Regions from separate parts of the Sus scrofa genome. Here region 1 is linked to region 2. Evidence: chromatin contacts called from public Hi-C data. All regions are on one chromosome and are shown on one strand. Each heading gives the region's core, a stretch centred on a gene start, on an enhancer-like site or on the middle of the called end of the contact. The rest is flanking DNA. Distances are from core to core; before and after follow the strand shown.

Region 1 (6,457 bases), core at 3,349-5,848, 64 kb after region 2:
GCCCGGAACTTCCACAAGCCTTGGGCACGCCACTCCCCTCCCCACCCCCCCCAAAAAGAAAGACAATAACTATTTTACAAATAAAATTTAAAACTGAGGGAATTCCCACTGTGGCTCAGTGGATTAAGAAACCTAAGAAACCAACTAGTGGGAGTTTCCATTGTGGCTCAGAAGGTTACAAACCTGACTAGTATCCATGAGGATGCAGGTTCAATCCCTGGCCTTGCTCAGAGGGTTAAGGATCCAACGTTGCTGTGGCCGTGGTGTAGGCCAGCACCTGCAGCTCCAATTCGACTCCTAGCCCAGGAACTTTCATATGCCGCAGGTGCAGCCCTAAAAAGACAAAAAAATAAAATTAAAAAATACCGAAACTGAGGTATAAAGATGGTTGTTTACCATCTGATAGTCAGTGAATCAATGAAGGAGTTAGAAATTGGACCAAAGATCCCAGCTTCCCTTTACGGAGTTGGTCACTGTGTCCTAGTTCAAAGCATGCACACACCATCTTGTTCCTAGAAGACTTTAGCACACTTCTCAGGGCAGTGAGCCACTGCTCACCAGCTTACAAGCATGTATGACCCCAATGGTCTCAATGATGTGCAATGTCTTTCTTCTATCTTTACCTACCTTCTTTTTTTAAAACTTTTTTTATGGCCACACCTGAGGCATATGGAAATCCCTGGGCCAGTGGTTGAATCCAAGCCACAGTTGTGACCACGGCAGATCCTTTAATGCGCTGCGCCAGGCCCAGATCGAACCTACACCTCTACAGCGACCAGAGCTGCTGCAGTCAGATTCTTAACCCACTGCACCACAGCAGGAACTCCTTTACCTACCTTCTTGACATCCTTTTCCAGTTCACTATTGTAATTTCTCTGATCTGCTGTGATGCTCTGTGTCACCTTCTTTACCTACTGGGTCATTATATCGAGCTTACTGAAATGTTCTAAGGACACTGGATGCCTTCCTTGAGGTGGTGGTTAGTTGAAGAGATAAGTCAGGAGGAGAAATAGAATAATGAATGTATGCAATTACACATCAACCAGCTTATCACACATGCAGAGTAAATTTCAAACCTTGGGGAGGGAACCATGTGATCATGGATACTAAGGAGTCCCCTAGGGCAATGGGGGGCCACACCAAGCCAGGTGAGGCTTATCAAGGAAGACTTCACAGAGAATATGAATCTTGGGTTGCAGAAAGAAGGTACATTTTCCAAAGTGTAAACTTCCCGTAATAGTTAGAAACAAAGGCTGAAGTTGGAAAAGGGAACTGGGAAGCCAGAGATCTGGTGATACAAATGCCAAGGTGAAAGAAAGGTTGGAAAGTGTTGAGGTTCTGGAGTTGGAGTTCTGAAGGGATTCAAGAGACTCTGAATGGGAGATTATAGAAAGGAGTAGAACATGATTAAAATGTATAGTTTTAAGAGAATGACTCACTTTGTCCTTGCAAATTGCATAAAACATGAGGAAATTATGGAAATAGAAACGAAGTCAGTTCTTAGTCATGAATGTATGAAAATAACAAAATATACACAAATCCTTAGCATTTAAAAAAAAAATCTAACATTCTCAGAGTTCCCATTGGGGGTGCAACAGAAACAAATCTGAACTATGAGGTTGCGGGTTCGATCCCTGGCCTCACTCAGTGGGTTAAGGATCTGGCATTGCCATGAGCTGTGGTGTAGGTCACAGGTGTGGCTTGGATCCCATGTTGCTGTGGCTGAGGCGTAGGCCGGCAGCTCTAGCTCCAGTTTGACCCCTAGCCTGGGAACCTCCACATGCCACAGGTGCGGCCCTAAAAAACAAAACAAACAAACAAAATATAATATTCTCTCAAAGAATTGAAATAAAACCCCAAAAAGTAGCTTCCTCAAATCATTGAAGCAAAGAGTAAGTATTAATATCCTTATATTGTTAAATACTTTTGCAAAGCTCATGGCATCTCAGGGGAGGCTGAAGCACTGCATTCACCTGACTCCTTAGTAGTCAGCTCCCTCTTTCAGCAATGAATAAGCTGACACTAGCTACAGTATGTTTCCTTCTACTGAAAGGAGCTTTAGGGGCAAACACCTCCTTCCTCAGAGCAGAGCCCCCTAGGAGGCAACATTAGAGTCATCTATTCTAGGAGTTCCCAGTTGTGGTGCAGCGGAAACGAATCCGACTAGGTACCATGAGGTTGTAGGTTTGATCCCTCGCCTCACTCACTGGGTTAAGGATCCAGCACTGCCGTGAGCAGTAGTGTAGGTTGCAAACGCGGCTTGGACGTTGCTGTGGCTAGGCCAGTGGCAACAGCCCCAATTAGACCCCTAGCCTGGGAACCTCCATATGCCACAGGTGTGGCCCTAAAAGACAAAAAACAAACAAAAAATAATCATCTATTCTAAATTTTTATTTTATTTTATTTTATTTTTGTCTTTTTAGGGCCACACCCACAGGCATATGGACGTTCCCAGGCTAGGGGTCAAATCGGAGCTGTAGCTGCCGGCCTACACCACAGCCACAGCAATATTGGATCCAAGCCATGCCTGCGACCTACACCACAGCTCATAGCAACCCCGGATCCTTGACTCACTGAGCGAGGCCAGGGATCAAACCTGTGTCCTCATGGATACTAGTCGGGTTCATAACCGCTGAGCCACGATGGGAACTCCCTAAATTTTTAAATTTTGTGGCGGCACCCATGGCCTGGGGAAGTTCCCGGGCCAGGGACTGAACCTACCCCAAAACTCTAACCAATGATACAGCAGTGACAACTGCCAGATCCTTAACCCACTGAGCCACAAAGGAACGCCTCTAAATTTTATTTTAATGGTTATATAAATGAAAGACATTCGCTTAAAGCACAGATACAATAGGTCAGAATCGCAACATAGATTTAAGCCTATCAATTTTTTACAGCTGTGTTGCTACCTCAGAAAAGCTTTAAAGCAAGAATATATAGTACGGGACCAGATATGTCAGAAACATCTTATGGCTGCTGACATTGTCAGCTTGGACTCTGGATAGTTCTCGCATAAGGGAGGTCTTGACCTCTCTCTGTGTTGTTAGGATCTCAGCTGTTTTCCTCATCTACAACCCACTTCTAGGTTATGGTAACTAGACTTCTCATGGTGATCGTTTTTAAATGTATAGGTATACTTGAGTTCCCCTTGTGGCTCAGGGCCCTCAGCCTGGGAACTTCCATGTGCCGCAAGTGCGGCACTAAAAGGACCAAAAAAAAAAAAAAAAAAAAAAAAAAAAAGAAATGTGTAGAAATACTTCATACTGTGAAACAGGAACTAATAGGGTTGTAGGTCACTTATACTTCCAAAAATAAACAAACTCATTAAAAAAAGAGATCAGATTTGTGGCTACCAGAATCAGGGTGGAGGGAAGAGGGGATTGGATGAAAAGAAGGTACAAACTTGCAGTTACAAGATAAGTACTAGGGATATAAGGTACAACATGATAAATATAATTAACACTGCACTGGGTTACATATGAAAGAAAGAGAATAAATCCTAAGAGATCTTATTATAAGGAAAAATATTTTCTATTTAATTTTCTATATGAGGTGAAGGGTTCACTAAACTTATTGTAATCATTTTATGATGTATGTAAGTCAAATCATTATGTTGTACACCTTAAACTTATATGGTGCTGTATGTCAGTTATATCCCAATGAAACTAGAAGACAAAAGCACTTCTAGGTTGGTTTTGAAATAGGAGCGTCTACTGCTGGACTCCATTCTGATAACAAACCTCACACTATCTCTTGGCACTGACATTTGATTCTTCGGGTCCTTTTGATAAAGAAGTTGGCTGTTGAACGTGTTAAAAAAAAATCCTGGGAGTTCCCATTGTGGTCCAGTGGAAACGAATCAGACTGGTATCCATGAGGATCCATTTGATCCCTGGCCTCCCTCAGTGGGTTAGGGATCTGGTGTTGCCATGACCTATGGTGTAAGTTGCAGACATGGCTTGGATCCTGCATTGCCATGCCTGTGGCATAAGCTGGCAGCTGTAGGTCCAATTTGACCCCTAACCTGGGAACCTCCATATGCCATGGGTATGGCCCTTAAAAAAAAAAAGATCCTTCTGCCTTGTTTGAAATACTAGGGAGAGCTTTTAATGAAGTGACACACCAAGGTTAACTTTGCAGAGGGCCAGAGCTTCCCCAAAACAGGTCGTCAAGCCTGTGCTCAACTATAACATAGTATAGTAGAGCTATATAGTAATTATCCTTATCCCTTGAAGAGCAGGGTGCTTTGTGACCTGTTTCGGTGTCTGTCTTGCTATGGACTAGTGAAAGCATTAGAAAATTTGGAGACAGGGGTTCCTGCCCTGGCTCAGTGGTAAGGGACCTGACTAGCATCCATGAGGATGTGGATTGGATCACTAGCCTCGCTCAGTGGGTTAAGGAACTGGCATTGCCATGGCCTGTGGTGTAGGTCACAGACGCAGCTCAGAACCTGTGTTGCTGGAACTGTGCTGTAGGCGGCAGTTGCAGCTCTTATTTGACCCCTAGCCCGGGAACTTCCATATGCCTGCGGATGCGGCCCTAAAAACAAACAAACAAATAAATAAATAAAAGTGAAAAGAAAGAAAGAAAAAAGGTACATTTGGATACAAAGGAGTGACCAGGTCCAGGACCACACTGTTTTCCTCCAATGTAAGGTGTGCCGTTACTGGACTCAGTGTACAGTGAACCACATTGGGGATTAACAGATGACACTTATGCAGGTATTTACTTTAATATTTATGAAAATCTAATTTGACACAAATGTTAACAAGGGCGATGCTAAGATTTGGGGGCACGGAACATTCCATTTCTGCTCAGCTTATAGGAAAGGGCGCCTAACGCTTAAAGCTAGGACTACGATCCACCAGTGGGTACCGCCCCCCGTTAGCCCCACCCCCACCAAAGCCAGCTTCCTTGCTATTGGTTCCTTTCCCCGCGCCTGCGGTTGCCGTGGAGACCAAGGCTATGGCAACCAGGAGAAGCCAAAGTTGGTCGAGTCTCTGGAACCGCGGAGGGGTCCGGGACGCGCAGCCCGACTCCGACCTGTGCTCATGGCGCTCCACGAACTCTTTTCTCACCCGGTGGAGCGCGGCTACCGCGCGGGGCTCTGCTCCAAGGCCGCGCTGTTCCTGCTGCTGGCCACCGCCCTCACGTACATCCCACCGCTGCTGGTGGCCTTCCGGAGCCACGGTGAGCCTGCCTGAAGGCCAGTGCGCGACAGGATTCTCCCCGGTGCTCCCGCCGGCCTCCCTAACCTCTTCCCCTCTGCCTCCTGCCCTCTTTACCTCAGGGTTTTGGCTGAAACGGAGTAGCTACGAGGAGCAGCCGACCGTACGCTTCCAGCACCAAGTGCTGCTCGTGGCCTTGCTGGGACCTGAGCACGCGCACGGCGGATTCCTGGCCTGGAGCACGTTCCCTGCCTTCAACCGACTGCAGGGGGATCACCTGCGCGTCCCGCTCGTTTCGGTGCGTGGTTCTGGGCGGGTGTATGGATGGAGATGGGGATAGGGGCATGCGTGGGAGGAAGCTGGGCGGTCCGGGTCCTTGTCCCTGGGGGCCCTGCTTGGGTCTGAAGGAGTTACGAATCCACAGAAGTTGTGTGTACAGGCTCATTGGCCTAAGCTTATATTTAATTTCCTGGGGAGTAAATATTTTGTAATATTCGAATTCTCCAAGCCGTCCACCACCCCCGAGAAAATTAGTCACTGCTGTCAGGGTGTGTGTCCCACACAGAGACTGATAGCCTGCGGACAGCCTGTCTCTGGCCCCCATTTCCGTGGGCGTGGCCTGATGGAAGCGTGGTCGCGAAAGTTGCTGAGTCGTGAAAGCCAGTTGACGTTCTCTCTCTCTTTTTTTTTTTTTTTTTTTTTTTGGTTTTTCTGTTTTTTTTTTTTTTTTAGGGCCGCACCCGCAGCATATGGAGGTTCCCAGGTTAGGGGTCTAATCAGAGCTGTAGCCGCCAGCCCAAGCCAGGGCCAGAGCAAAGAGGCATCTGAGACGCGTCTGCGACCTACACCACAGCTCATGGCAACGCCAGGTCCCGGATCCGTAACCCTGTGCGGGAGGTCAGGAATTGAACCTGCGTCCTCACGGATGCTAGTCAGACTTGTTAAGCGCTGAGCCATGACGCGAATGTCTAATGCTCTCTTTAATTACTCGTTCTTGCAGCTGGCTTGTGCTTCAGCAAGCAGTAGCAACAAAAAGGGCGGGTATTTTTAGGCAGACTGACATGTGGAAGCAGAGGCGCTGATTGGTTAAGTGACCTCCCCAGACTGTTGCTGGCCCAGTCCAGCCTCCCTGGGCTTGCCTCCTGAGATGCTGCTGCATCCTGCCGCCGTCTGGGGGTGAAAACGAAGTTTTTTACTGCCTGTAATCTAGTGTCTGATTCGAGGTAAGTGAATGCTTCCTTTATAGTCACCCACCCCTTTACGCTCATTTTCAGGAGACATTTTCC
Region 2 (7,283 bases), core at 278-2,777:
GGAACAACTTCAGAGCATGCTGAGCATCTCAATCTTTGCTGGTGTTAAAGCACAGACTCCAGAAGCACTTGGTAGTGGTGGTTACATGACGAGGTGGTATCTCAGAAGAAACACTTCTATGGCACATCCTTCAGCGAGGTGCTGTTAACTAAAAAAAAAAAACAATCATCTCACCAAAGGAGGGGTGTGGGGTCAAGATAAGGGACTGGACTTCTGGCAACACTGTACCATCAATGTGGACCACTGGAAAGGCAACAAGGATTAATGAGGAGCTGTTTAGGGAGTTCCCGTCGTGGCTCATCAGTTAAAGAGTGCAACTAGTATCCATGAGGACGTGGGTTCCATCCCTGGCCTCGCTCAGTGGTTAAGGATCTGGCATTGCCATGAGCCGTGGTGTAGTTCACCGAGTGGCTCAGATCCTGTGTTGCCGTGGCTTTGGCGTAGGCCGGTGGCTACAGCTCCAATTTGACCCCTAGACTGGGAAATTTCCATATGCCAAGGGTGCAATCCTAAAAAGACAAAAAAAAAAAAAAGCTGTTTAGTAGTAGACTAGAGCAGAGCCAGCTGTCTGGCCTCAAGAATGCCAGAGATAGAGAAGAAATGAAGCAGCTGTAGACATCTGTGGCATTTGGCAAGAAAAATGACAAATACCCCCTTAAACAGCTGAAGGCTCACAATTTGCTAACTGCTGTATGGGGGTGAACAAAAACAAGTATGGTCCCAAGTTCTAGACTTGTAGGAGAGAGAGGAAGAGCAAGGTCCTTATCCTTGGAGGAAGCCTGTGGCCCTTTTCCTGTGATCTAGGGAGAAGGATGGGGTCAATTAAGTTGCACTCCTCTAGCATTTGAGAGAACTCTCTCATCATTAGGAACTGAGTTAAAAACAAAAACAACAACAACAAAAAAAACTGCTGAATGATACAGACTTCTGAAATGTCCAAACAGCTATACTACCTATTTTTGGCAAACCGAAGGTTTTAGACTAGCACTGTCCACTACAGTACCCAACGGCCATACGTAGCTATTGAGCATTTGAAATGTGGCTGGTCAGAACTGAGATATAAAATACACACCAGTTTTCTTAAGTTAGTGTAAAAAAATGTAAAATAAGTGAACATTTTTATTAAATATTGATTACTCGTTGAAATATGTTGGATAACCTGGGTTAAAATATATGGTTAAAATTAATTTCACCTTTTCTTTTGACTTTTTAAAATATAGCGCCTAGAACATTTTAAATTACATATCTGGCTCGAATTATATTTCTACTGGACAGACCTGTTTTAGACAAAAATTCAAACTAGTGTTCCAACATACAACCTCATTCTACCGTACGAATCTATCTTACCGGGGAATCAGCCTCCCTGAGCCCATTACATCTGTATCTACGCAGAGCAACGCAAATCGACGGACTCTAAGGATCCACCCTGCAGCCCCCTGGCTCCGGCCCCTGGAGGACTACAAGGGCCAGCGTGCACTGCGTGCCTCCAGGGAACAGGCTTGGGAGGGCCACCTCATTGTGACGTCACGTCCGCTGCGCCGCGCGGTCTTCTTCCTCCCTTCGAGAGCGCGTGTCGAGGAGGTGGGAGGGCGGTGTCCGTGAGCGGTTGCGGTCGTGGGGCCGAGGGCGCACAGGATAGGGAGGGCCCTGGGGCTCCCGGGGAAGATGCTGTAGGTCTGACTTTCTCGACCCCTTTTTGTGTGGGAAGTGGATGTTGCGGACCTTCCCCCGCACCCAGCGGCGTGTCTGGTGGGAAAATGCGGCTCCTTTCATGCTGACATCCCTGCGCCGACAGCGACTGCTGCGGACGAGCGCGGGGCGCGTGACCCGGGGGTTGCATACCGCATAACTCCAGCGGGCAGGCGTGCACGTTGTCCCTGCTGCGCGGGCCTGGAGTTACCCATACCTGGCCGAATGGGCCTCTGGAGGGTGTTGAGGAGGGGAGGCTAAGGAAAATAGGCGTCCCTTCCAACCTCGCTAAAGCCTTTTCCCCAGACAGCCTTCCGGACTTGAATTTTCTTTCAAAAGGAAGTGGGTTTTTAAACTTTTTGCCGCTGTTAAAACATGCCGCCTTGTGGGCAAAGAAGTGCATGTCTAACTAAACTGTTGTTTCATATGAAGAAATTATTCAAGTTCTAGGAGAGAATAGTGGACGCAGTACAGCAAAACATTTATTCATTTCCGCTACTGGGCACGCTCCTCCAGACTCAACTCTGAATAAGGTGGTGATACAGTTTTGAGCCGCTGTATCGTAGGGAGTCAGCGTTTCTTCTAGCAAGTTGTCTTTGGCTGTTATGATTTGTGATGCGTGCCTCTGGTTTAATTTCAGTTTGGTGCCAGAGTATCTGCCTTCATAAAGTATACTGCCTTGTATGTCCCCTCTGCCCCTGAAATGAGAGAGAAATCCCTTCTAAATGGAGGATTCTGGGCTCGCCCATGCTTTTCTTTTGCTCAGAGAGATACAAGACTTAGGCTGGTTCTCTGACTTTAAAGTCGTAATTTATGTCAGTGCCTTCCGGATTCTTGTTTTAAATCACTGTGGTCTGATTTACCATGACCATTTATTGAAATAACAGGCCTGCACATCCGAACTGGTAAATTATAAACTGAGGCATTTTAGAACTTTTATGAGTTTATTTGAGCAAAAATCCTTTCCAATCAGGCACAAGCTAAGTGGAAGTAGTTAGGAGCCCTCTGCAGACAGGAGCCAAGGTAGAAACTGATGTAGCATAAGTGCAGAAGCAAGAAAAGAAATTGTTTAGATCTTGGTTTGCTTAGATAGACCACCACAGCATTAGAGTCTCTTCAGTCTGATGGCCTCCTTGTTTAATTAGTTTAACAGGATAGGAGCAAGGGGCTCCTTGTAGATAAATCATTTGTCTGCTATATACACTATGGCTCAACAGAGCCTTTTTTTTTTTTTTAAACACTTAACTTTGTCCATTGCCATCTGATCTCATTTTCTCCTAAGAATCTTTTCATATATTTGAATCCAAATGAAGTCATTGAATGAGCATCAGTAGAGTCAAGAGTGGGAAAGTTTCTATCGAACTATTCTAGACCTCTTTTAGGTCAGCTCTGCTTTCTGGTTTTATGTGTCCATTACTTTTTCCCTGCCTTTCAAGGAGCTCAAGGCAAAGCAGTCAGGAAAATCAAATGTTCTTTTTTGTAAGATTAATCTCAGTTGAAGAGTTCCCTTGTGGCAGAGGGGGTTAAGGATCTGGTGTTGTCATTGCAGCAGCTTGGGTCGCTGCTGTGGCACGGCTTCCACCCCTGGCCCAGGAACTTTACATGCTGTGGGTGTAGCCAAAAATAAAAATAAAATCTCAGTTGCTATTAATTATGCTCAACATTGTACCAGTTGCTCTTTTTGTTTGTTGTTTGTTTGTATTCTTAGGGCCACAGCCAAGGCATATGGAATTTCCCAAGCTAGGGGTCAAATCGGAACTGCAGCTGCCAGCCTACACCACAGCCACAGCAACACCAGATCTGAGACACATCTGTGACCTACACCACAGCTCACGGCAACGCCCGATCCTTAAACTACTGAGCAGGGCCCGGATCGAACCCTTGTCCTCATGGATACTAGTTGGGTTCCCTACCACTGAGCCACAATGGGAACTCTGTAATTGCTTTTTTAAAAATTTTTATTAAAGTATAGTTGATTTACAATTTTGTGACCAATTGCTTTTTATAAATTTTAAGCCCCTTGATAACTCCAGTGGGTTAAATACTACTGCCTCTGTTTCTTTTTTTTTAATGTCCACACCTGTTCATATGGAAGTTCCCAGGCCAAGAATTGAATCCAAGTCAAAGCTTTGACCTGCACATTTGCAGCAATTCCAGATCCTTTAACCCACTGTGCCAGACTGGGGATCAAACTCGCACCTCCACATCAGCCCGAGCTGCTGCAATCAGGTTCTTACTCTCTGCCACAGCAAAAACTCCTGTCTCTATTTTAGCACATGAGGAAACAGACCCAGAGGAGGTTAAGTAATCTACCCAATATTGCACAGTTAATTTGTAGAAAAAAAAAACAGGGTTAGAATCCAGAAAGGGTCGTTCCAAAGTCCTCACTCTGAGAACACTTGACTGGTGAGAAGCCTCTAGGCTCTGTCACTTCTCCCCTTTATGTCATAATAGGTAAGAGAAATTAAAGTGTTGCTTTCCTGATGGGGGCACCAGTAGAGAGTTACTGGAGAGAGCTAAAGAACCAACCTGCTGTGGGGGAAAGGAGAGAAAAAAACTTTCTGGAAAAAAAAAAAAAAAAAGATGGAAAAGCTCTTTCTCCCCAGAAAGATAAACTTTGGTGAGGTTCCATCCAAAGCAAGTTGAGGTCTGCAGCCTTTTCCATGCTGTTTCCAAATGAAAATTGGAGTAGCAAGGAGCCTTCTCCCTCCTATGCTTTCCTTTTGAGTAGTTTCTTCGATCTTTTCGTTAAAGATGAAAAAGGGGCAGAGAGGTAATAGAAAACAGTATACTGAGTTCCTAAGAGAAGCCTCAGTATGATGGTGGATGGGCTACATCTGCATGCCTGTTGAAGCACTGGTGTGGGGACTGTAGCATCTTGCATTGCTTCTTTCTGTCCTGACGGTTCTGGGTTTTGCTCAGGGCCTCAACACTAGCTCACACCATGTGGACGGCGGATGAGATTGCACGGCTGTGTTACGAGCACTATGGGAGCAGGCTGCCCAAGCAAGGGAAGCCTGAGCCCAACCGCGAGTGGACGCTGCTCGCAGCCGTGGTGAAGATACAACCTGCAGCTGACCAGGTCTGCGACTGCCCTGACAGACCCGTGCAAGGTGAGACCTTTTCTCCCGGCAACGCTCCCTTTCCCTGTCAGGGGTGGTAGGCCCTTTGGTGGCTGGATGTAAACCTCGGTGATGGTTCCGCTGCTCCCCGCCAGGTGGCGTGGTACCTCTGGTGGCCAGAGATGGCCCTGCTGGAACTCCCGTCCTCAGGTGGGTTAGCCAACTGACCCGAGAACCCTCAGGAGGAAGGTGAGGTCTTGCTAAACCTGCCGACCATTCAGATTCCGAGAGCTCACTTGATGATTTGTTTTTTTCCCCCTCAGTGACAAAAGAAGTTGTCTCAATGGGAACAGGAACCAAATGCATAGGCCAGTCCAAAATGAGGAAGAGCGGTAAGCCCAGATGGGGTCTAAACAGGGCCTGTTAGGGAACTTTGGAACGTGGTGGCTGTGTCACCCACTCCTGTTCTTGTCAGAGCAAAGGGGCCGTATCGCTGAGCTGGCTCACCTTTGGTTCCCACGGGCTGTCACTCCAGTTGGAAGGATGAACTCATTTAGAGAATGGAAATAAGCTGTGGAAGCAAAGGCTGCCAGGAACATCTTTCTGAGTGGATTGGAAGTTGGCCAGTCTTTTCATGCTCAAGCCCAAAGTTCCCTGGGCTTAACCATTCCGTATCACATCTAAAACCCCCACAAAGCGATCTTGAATTAAGTGAAAATTCTGAAAGACTGTGGAAAACCCTTAGGAGTCTGGCATCTTTGCCTTCATCGATGCCGTTTAACAGATTCCTGCTCCAGTTTGCTTCCCTTATTTTCCTAGCCTCGCCTCCTGGTTATGAGGAAGCTGTTCCAGGACGAGAGTTGATTGAATTTGATGGAATTGTATTACCATAAGCACAAGTTTGGTTCCAGGGTACAAAAGATCTGGACCCCTGTCCTCCAGATAAAGATTTCCCTATAAATCAGAAGTTCTCAGCTAGGGGAGATTTTGCCCCCAGAGGCTATTTGGCAATGTCTGGAGATATTTTTGGTTGTCAAAACTGGGGAGAGGGGTGTATGCTGCTGGTATGTAGCGAGTAGAGGCCAGGAATGCTGCTAAACATCCTATGATGCACGGGATAGAGCCCCCCCTACAACAAAGGATTTTTCAACCCAGAATGTCAGTAGTGCAGAGGTGAGGAAACCCTGCTGCAAATGCTTTGCCATTAGTGATGGTGATACTCTGTGGCAAAGCCCTCCAGGGGCTCTGTTGTCATTCTAGATGCTGGAGGAACTGCTGCGTTGTGCTTCTAGGAACCAGGGCCTCTTCAGTTTCCATATGTCTTCATTAGTGTCCTGTCTTTGTCACAGGAGACATCCTCAATGATAGCCATGCCGAGGTCATAGCCAGAAGAAGTTTCCAGAGGTAAAAACACATCCCCAGAGTCTCATTTGGGTAGGAGCCCCAGAATTTGCATTTCTTTTTTTCTTTCTTTCTTTTTTTTTTTTTTTTTCTTTTTTGGCCTCACAGGCAGCAAATGGAAGTTCCCGGGCAAGGGATCAAATCCAAACCACAGCTCGGACCTACGCCACAGCTCTGGCAATGCCTGATCCTTAGCCCACTGTACCACAGCAGGAACTCTTGCATGTCTAACACACTCCCAGATGTTACTGATTATATCTGTTTCTGAACCACACTTAAAATAGTGCTGGTCTAGACAGTGGTTCTCATACTTGATTGTGCGTCAGAATCAACCATAGGATCTGTTAAAACCCACATTGCCGGGCCCACCCCCCGAGATTCAGATTCAGCAGGTCCAGGTGGAAACTGAGAAGTTGCCTTTCTAGTAAATTCCAGCTAGTACTAATGCGACTGGTTCCAGGGCCACACTTTGAGAGTCACTGGTCTAAACCGTTCTCCGAGTTCAAAACTGCTCCCAGTCCCATTGATCTAGAATATTTGCTTCTTAGTAATCACCCAGCCAGAGTCTCTCCCTTTACCGCAGAGACTGGTTGTTCATTCTGATGGCCTCCTGCATCCCATTAGGTACCTCCTCCATCAGCTGCACTTGGCGGTCACTCTGAAGGAGGGTAGCATCTTTGTCCCAGGAACTCAGAGAGGACTGTGGAAACTCAGACCAGACACCTTGTTTGTGTTTTTCTCCAGCCATACACCCTGTAAGTATATTCGAGTCTTTGGATTCATGTAACAGTGTCTACTTCCTTATTGTTGTCTTACCCATAGATAGATTTCTCAAAAAAAAAAAAAAAAAAAAAAAGTGGCTGAAGTGTAGCTACAACCAGTAACAAGACCTTTTTGTGAACAGGCCAGTGTGTCTAATCACTTTTGTACAAGGGAAAGTGGGGGAAGCTTCACTCGTAACATTTATTCAGTTCTCAGTTCCCAGTCTGATTAAGGAAGCTTAGAGTTGAAACCTCACAAAGCTTGGAACCAACATTAGGGCCTAGAAGTCCGAAGCCCTGAGTTCTGTAGTGATTTTTCCTGAAACTCGTTTCACTCGGTCAGCATATATTTTCTGCTACTCATCAGGCA

What was found. A called contact is a pair of places that touch in the nucleus more often than the background predicts.
Region 1: a Hi-C map of liver shows a contact between it and region 2, with 4 times the contacts expected there. The contact joins the promoter of TMEM231 here to the promoter of ADAT1 in region 2. A contact is called at or near these places in 1 of 5 promoter capture datasets (liver), 8 of 47 Hi-C or Micro-C datasets (alveolar macrophages, embryonic fibroblasts, fetal heart ventricle and 4 more) and 2 of 2 datasets of contacts at active chromatin or transcription factors (alveolar macrophages and skeletal muscle).

What each region holds. Positions count from the first base shown.
Region 1 is chr6:12,135,719-12,142,175 of Sscrofa11.1, forward strand. It overlaps TMEM231 (transmembrane protein 231), which reads left to right and starts at 4,599. Exons shown (of 6, transcript XM_005664337.3): 1 at 4,599-5,469. The coding sequence starts at 4,969.
Region 2 is chr6:12,074,836-12,082,118 of Sscrofa11.1, forward strand. ADAT1 (tRNA-specific adenosine deaminase 1) reads left to right here and starts at 1,528. Exons shown (of 10, transcript XM_021093768.1): 1 at 1,528-1,581; 2 at 4,612-4,802; 3 at 5,075-5,143; 4 at 6,101-6,155; 5 at 6,777-6,907. The coding sequence starts at 4,634.